2 separate regions of the Anser cygnoides genome follow, and region 1 is linked to region 2. A link is a contact called in public Hi-C data. All regions are on one chromosome and are shown on one strand. The core of a region is the stretch at or near the end of the contact, and the rest is flanking DNA. Distances in the headings are between cores, read along the strand shown.

The links. Hi-C and Micro-C count contacts between places; a contact is called where the count stands out from the background.
Region 1: a Hi-C map of liver shows a contact between it and region 2, with 2.1 times the contacts expected there. The contact joins two enhancer-like sites. A contact is called at or near these places in 2 of 7 Hi-C or Micro-C datasets (both in liver).

What each region holds. Positions count from the first base shown.
Region 1 is chr14:8,445,696-8,449,350 of Taihu_goose_T2T_genome, reverse strand. No RefSeq gene overlaps it. Among named protein-coding and RNA genes, the nearest start is that of CLINT1, 160 kb to the right of the region's middle. Within about 2 kb of position 2,225, at least 2 of the 3 cell types and tissues checked have open chromatin away from gene starts, as enhancers often do. A contact at or near this core is called in liver, where this site is marked.
Region 2 is chr14:8,304,951-8,308,412 of Taihu_goose_T2T_genome, reverse strand. No RefSeq gene overlaps it. Among named protein-coding and RNA genes, the nearest start is that of CLINT1, 17 kb to the right of the region's middle. Within about 2 kb of position 1,967, at least 3 of the 3 cell types and tissues checked have open chromatin away from gene starts, as enhancers often do. A contact at or near this core is called in liver, where this site is marked.

The DNA.
Region 1 (3,655 bases), core at 976-3,475, 140 kb before region 2:
GCAAGGGAGAGGAACAACTCATGCAGATGAGGGAGAGTTAATCCTATTTAGCACATGTATATTATCAATGAGTGTGTGTGGTGGGGAAAGGCAGGGGGGGAACCCCCCACTGCAGGCAGGCAGAGGCAGACAAAAAGGTCATTCATGTGTGGCTCACAGAATTAAGAAGGTACCACAATCTGCTGCTGGTTTGGCTCCAAATGCTTCTTCGTATTCAAGTCAAAGCCCCTTCCCCCACCCGACCTGCAGAATTTCCTCGCTTCCCTGTCCCTGCCTCTCTGGGCAAGCACGCATCCAAGTTTTACTTTCCGTCCCTTCTGCTGGCATAGGGTGGGTGCAGGGTAGCAATGTTTCAGGGCCAACTCAACACCTCAGCCTCAAAGTTTCAGCCTACGTTAACATCCAGAGTTCAGAACTGCAACTTTGGCGTGGTCTTCCATGTGCCCCAAGCATTATCCAAGAGACGGCTCAGGACCCACATTTCCAAGGCTCTGGACCTGCAGCTGAGCAGAGCATCCAAAATGCTGAGCCCTTCAGAAATTTCGTCTATGGGATATAATACTGAGATAGCAGCCCAAGGTCTCAGGAATATTTTGGCAAAGTCGTTTGACTCTGGACTGTCATTAGCTGTGGCTTTGCAATAAGACTTTGAATTTGTGAAGATCCTCTTTGTCCGAATTTTAACCCAAGAGCAAAACACCAGGTGACTTTTTGCATCCTCCCACCTTGGCTGTAAAGCATGGCTATGCCTTCCCCTGCAAAGTCTCTGCTTCCTCGATGAAAAGGAATCCAAAACTCAGGGTTCTTTTAAATAACAGTGTGGGGATGAAAGACCAGGGCTGGAGTAAGTCATTTGAAATGCATAAGACATCTCAGGCTTGAATCTACAGGCTGTCCCTTTAGAGAAAAAGCAAAATGTATTTTGGACAAACCACTTGACTGCTAATGAACCACAAACACAAACATTGCTCTGTAATTTGCATTCAGTGCTGGAGGAGACCCGCGCTACCTCTAATGAGCACTGCCAGCCACCCTTTTCCAGGGAGAACTCCCCAGCCACCAAAGAGAAGCCGGCAATTCCTCCGGGGCCCCTGCACTGGCTAACTCCAGGCTTTGGATGGCTGCTTGTGCTGTGCCGCGTAGCTCCCCCTTCACCCCCCAGTAATCTCCTCGCCTTCTCCACAGGAATCGGGGAGAGAGGAGCTCTCTCCTCCCCTACTGTACATGCTCATAGGTTTTAATCCAATTAAACTGTTCTCTCTCCTTGACAGATTCTCTTTTTTCTTCATTTGCTTTCAATAAAGAAGCATCATTTGCTTGGGAGCATTCCAGGGTTGCAACAACAGGCCCTCTGCTTACACGTGTCACTTACAAGTGGAAAACTGCAAACGAAGCTCAAGGTTTATTTTAGGAGGGTGGAAATGGCCTTGCTATTTAGAGTTTTTATTTTTTAATGCTTTTAAAACCTTATTAAGCAAATTAAATTTCAAGACACATCTCACTCTTTTATTCTGGGAAGTCCCTTCCTGAATCCTTTCTCATACCAAATTGGTATTTCAGCATAGGCGTGCCCACTGCTTGGCTCCCACAGACCCATCAAGCATCGATTTTGACACTTAACAGAATTAGAAATGCCAGCCATCCAAACCTTGATGGCTCTTCACAGGGAATGAGCACTAACCTCCATTAGGAGGCTTTCTTTTATCACATAGATCCTCTTGTAATTTAATTTGCAGTGAAATTCTCCCCTGTCTCCCCAAACCTTGCCAGCTGCCAGACCCATTCCTCTACCGCCAACACTTATTCCTCAATCAAACAGACCTATATCCAATCCTTTCCGCAATTTAAAAATCATCACTTACACCCGCTTCCCTCTGCTGGAAGGAAGCCACAGTCAATGGGTGAATCAGGGCTGTGCCTTGTACCCCTGAGTTAATAAATGTTGAAAAGAGGGTGAGCCAAAGTCCTCTGTAAATATCTCTTGTGCCAACCTAATAAACTTAATGTCATAATGCAAAGCTCCCAAGTTCCTTGTTAAAACGTGCCTGAAACTGAAGATAGTAGCAGTGAAAAACTCAAACATTGTTGCTCTGTGAATCCTCCAGCCCTCAAGCAAATAGCTAGCTGTACAGAAACAAAGTAAGGAAAACACAACTCAAAGATAAGTGGAACTGCTCTTAATGTGAGGCAGTGCACTACCTGGGTTTGATCCAAAAATTAGTCAAGTTCTTCATTTAACTACAGGGGGTGGTTGGATTAGGTCCCACTTGGCTGATGTGCTGGGGGCAGGAACGTGTGATTCTGTATCTTTCTCCTCCTTTTAAATGCTCTCAGATTCTTACGGTATTTTACCAATCATTCAAGGACTTGATGGGTTAGCAGAAAATTTCCTTTGCGTTGCTGTGCCAGAGAGTAGAAACAGATCTGGTAGGCAGCTCTTCTGCATTTCACAGTATCCGAGATCCCCATTCAGTTACAGTAGGGAATGTATGCACAGGATTAAAAATTATCCATGATTACAATTTAGAGTATTATAAACCACTCAGCACCTGGAGCCCTAGCGAGGTGATATTTAAAGATTAATAAAATAAGCATTTGAAAATCCACTTCCCCTTTGGTTATTTGCCAGGATCATAGTCCAGAATACAGCATTTTCTGTGCAAGAACTGGTAAGCTGATTAACAGCTAAAGGAGAGCACTCTTCTACAGCTCCTTTGGCATGTTCAGTACAGACCATATCATCATCAGCACGAGCAGGGGAAGCTCATCTTGAACTTGTATCTTAATAGCTGGGAAGTCAGTTCTAAGACTATATTTTGATTAATAATTACTGAAGGAGAAAGTGCTGTTCAGATTTTTGGCCATATTGACTCTCCATCAATTTGGGATTAGTTCCACTGAAATCTATGGGGTTTTGTCTGATGACAGATGGCCTTTCATTAAAAACAGGTTTTTGTTCTGAATATGCTTTTAAGCTTTGCTCTTCAAGACTGAGCAAATGCATCTAACTTCCCCCACCCCAGTAGTCCGTTTTGGTCTGGTGTTCAGGGTCCTCTTCAAAGTTTGCTAAAACTGGTGTCTTTCCACTGGCCTCAGTGGGCTGTAGATTGCATCCCAATTCATGAGATGTCTTCATTTAAGTTTGACACCAAAGCCTACTGAAGTGAATTAAGCAATTCCCATTGACACCAATGATCTCCGAACCATGCTCTTTTATCTCCAGCTTTACCTTAAAAGCATTAAAAGAAAATTAAATCAAAACCAGGGCACCTTAGCAAGGTAAATGGCATTTAAACCATAGAGGACTCTAACCTCTTAACCCGTACATGTTTGGGTAAGGTTTCTTGAAATTAAACACATTTTTCCTCCCATAGCGTATTTTTCGCTTCAGCAGTCTACACCACTGTTTCCACAGGAATGGGATTTGATGTTCAGTGAGATTTACCCATATAACTTCTCAAAGCACAGACAATTGTTGCAAATGATGCTACCCATTAACAGTAAATGCTTTCACTGTCTCCAGCTCTATAAACCTCTAAACATTATGAAGAGCTACTCCTTAGTTCCTCCCATGAGAAATTAGAGATGGAACTTTTCTGGACACAACTAACAAAAGTAAGAAAGGTTCTCCCCCACCCACCCCTTTAGTAGCTTC
Region 2 (3,462 bases), core at 718-3,217:
TTGTTGCCCAGAACTTAATGGGCTCCTCAGATGAATGTAGTAGAACACCAGTAGTATGATTTGGAAGGCAGAATACCTGCATATACTGCTGTTGAGTATTACAACAGGCCTGATCCTGTTATAGGCTTTCAGGAACTGCCTTCAGTTACATCACTGTACATCCAGAGAAAGCTCCACTCAGATATGAGGAACTGAGCAACCTGATCTAGGGGAAGATGTCCTGGCCCATGTCAGGGAGCATGGAATGAGGTGATCTTTAAGGTCTCTTCCAGCCCAATCCATTCTATGATTCTACAGTCCTATGAATTAATTCCCATTTTATTAGGGTAAATGAGTTAACTTCTGACAAATCATCCACCAAGTTGCCACTCAGAAGACTTATTCTCCTTCATATTTAAATAAATGCATAATAAGTCTGACCCTCAGCACAAGTGGAAACTGAGGGCAGTTCAGCAGACAAGTGACCTCTTCTACTTGCCATACAGGGACAGGGAAGCCATTGGTGGGAACCAAGCTGCAAGGAGACATCCCAGGTCATTGTGGCTCTGGTCCTAATCTGCTGTATAAATTTAGAAACAGATTTTCCCTTCCCACTGCCTCCGTCTCCCCTTTTATAATGCCTAGGTAGACTGTTGATTATTTGTCATAATAAGCCTGGGGAACTCAGTTTTGTCTCCAACTCTCCAAACTGTAATCTATTTACCTAAGTAAGCTCCTGTGTTAAACGGGAGAGAAGCTTTTATTCCTGAAAACCTCTCAGCAGTGACACATTGCTTGGAGCACATCATTTTCAGCAATTAACACCACAGATACACCAAGTCTCTAAGCCAGCATAAACCTGCACGGCTGCTGAAGGAAATGGCCCTTCCTTCCCACACCCCCAGCCCACATTCCTCTTCACTCCCTCTGCTACTCTCCCTCCGCCTTGCGCCAACACAAGTGTTCTTGTGGCCCTGCAGTGAACCAGATCGGGGAACTCATCCAGGTTAAAACTAACCTGGGGAAAAGGAAATTGCTTAGTTTTAACCTGGCAGAGTTCCCTGGCTTGGTTCACTGCACAGCCATGTGTGTGCTAGTGCCAGCACGGGGAAAGGAGCAGCCCTGGGCCAGGAGGGGGGAGGCAGAGGAAGGGGAATGGTGGACCTCCCTCTGAAAGAGGTTGTTGCAGGGCTGGCTTGTGCCAGCTAAAAGCGTTTGTAGAAATGCAGCACATATTTAATATCTCTCTCTTCAAGGAATATTTGTCTTCAGAGGATTAATGCTTCCCAGGATATTCCAGCCTGGACCATCTGTGGAGCATTGCTTCTCCCTCTCTCCCCCGCCAGCCCAATATACTGGCATGGAATTAAAGCCCTGGGAAACATGAAAGCAACAGGCCTGGGGATTCTGTGACAAACGCAGAAATGCTCCTATTTGTCAAACCATTAGCAAAGGGGCACAGCTGCTTTGAGAGCCTTGACCTCATGCCAGGAATGCTCGGGCCTGCAGAAGGTTGCACGCCTGAATCATACTTGTTCAGCAACACCCACCAAGAGGCCTTCTACGTATCTGTGACAGGAGCTCAGAGAAGTAGAGTTGACTCTGAGATGTCCAAGGAACATTACTGCACACTACCTGAACCCCAGAAGTTTGATAAACTTCCCAGCACTTCCCTGGACAGCTGGGCTCCAGTGCTGCAGCTGCATTTGAGCCTGAATGAAGAAGTCCTGCCAGCCGTGAGCCAGCTCCTGCAGGTCCGAGCAGGGCGGCTCTGTGCTGTGCGACTGCAGCCTGTGGTGCTGGGAAGCCTAACGCAGGAGCAGTGTGGCGTGGCTCTGGGTACCAGCAGCATGGACAAGGCCCAGGCCCAGGCCCAGGCTCAGAGGTGGCCCTGGATCTGGAGGCCATAGCTGCAGTCCCGAATGTGGAAGAAGACAAAATGAAGCAGCACCCTTCGCTTCCCAGGACTGGAAGTGGGGGAAGAAGGGAACAAGGAGCAAACCTGTGGGTGGGGTGGAAGAAAAGAGGAGGCAGAAGTTGGTAAATCCAGGGGTGAGGAGCAGGTGCCAACAGGTGTCTCTGTAGCGCAGTTTCGGAATAGCACATATTTGGTGGCTTCTTCCACTAAACACCCTTTCCTCTAGGAGAGCTAGGTAAAGCCCAGGGCAGACATCTACGCTTTGGGTCTGATCGTCTGGGCTGAGTGCACCAGAGATGAAGGCAAGGCCCACAGGAGTCAGTCAGGCCTACTGGCTTTGCACTTAGCTGATTAGCACTCAAATCGCATGGCGCAGGGCTCCAGGCGCTCTGTTAATAACTAAACCCAAAGCGTTTCGTTTTGACTAATCGTCCAAAGTTCAGAGATGATCCCAAAGGCCTTCCTCAGCAAATCTCTCCAGAAATGTCACATGATTTGGCCTCCACTAGATTTCCAGAAATCTGTGGGCTTGAGATGCCATTAAGATTAGGCAAAAGTGAAATCTTTCTCTTAGTTTATCTTGATATATCTGTCCCTGCTCAGCAGAGCAAATACGTTTGCTTTCCATATTTGCCCATCAGTTTAAGGCTTTTTTGTTACTGCTGCCAATTTTTAGCTACTTTAAAGCATGGACAAATCTTTTTTCTCTTCTGCACCATGTATGTTTGCTGGAAGTACTGATTAATCCTTTACCACCCTGATTCTTCGAAAAGCAACCTTCACTTTATGCATTTAGGAGGAGTGGCCCCAGTGCTAGGGCAAACCAGACAGAGCAATGCTCAAGAATAGAGCTGCCTGCTAAAAATAATCAATTCTAATTCTGGATGGTTTCCATGTCACTCTCTGACCTTTGGTCAGATTTTACCACTTTCCCTCATGATGTAAATTTTCCTTCTCTCTAGGCTTTGCAGTTCCACAGTGCTCCATAGGGCAGGAGGAGGGCCAAGCACTTTGTCTGCCTAACATACGTATGCAGCGAGAGACACCTTCACCAGTTCTGCTCTAACCAGCCCTGGCAAAGCAGGAAGGAGAGTGAAGCAGAAACTGAGAAAAATTATTTCATGACTTAGGACAGCAAGAGGTGTCCTCTTCTCCATGTAGATGTACAAGTGTGAACCCCAGCTGTATGACTCTGACCTACCTACACCACCTTTCCCTCTTTACAGCTGCTAATGGAGCAGGCCTATATGAGTTTGTTTTAGATTGCTTCCCGCAAAATCATCTGGATCAGTTCATCCCTCCATCTATGCATTCATCCATCCACCCACCTGGTATTGCTTGAACCCAGGACCACTCGTGGGGTGTTTCATTGGCAGAATGGCTCGACGGTAACCCCTGACAAGGTAGATAAGGATGGTCTCCTGGGAATAGCAGCATCTGCCACCAGCACAGCTGCATCTGTCCACAGCTGTGTAAATTTGACTAGCTAAATCCAGCTAATCAAAAATAGACTTTCAAATGAATCCCAGGCTCCTTGAGCTAAAGTTGAGTGAAGTCTCCTCTAT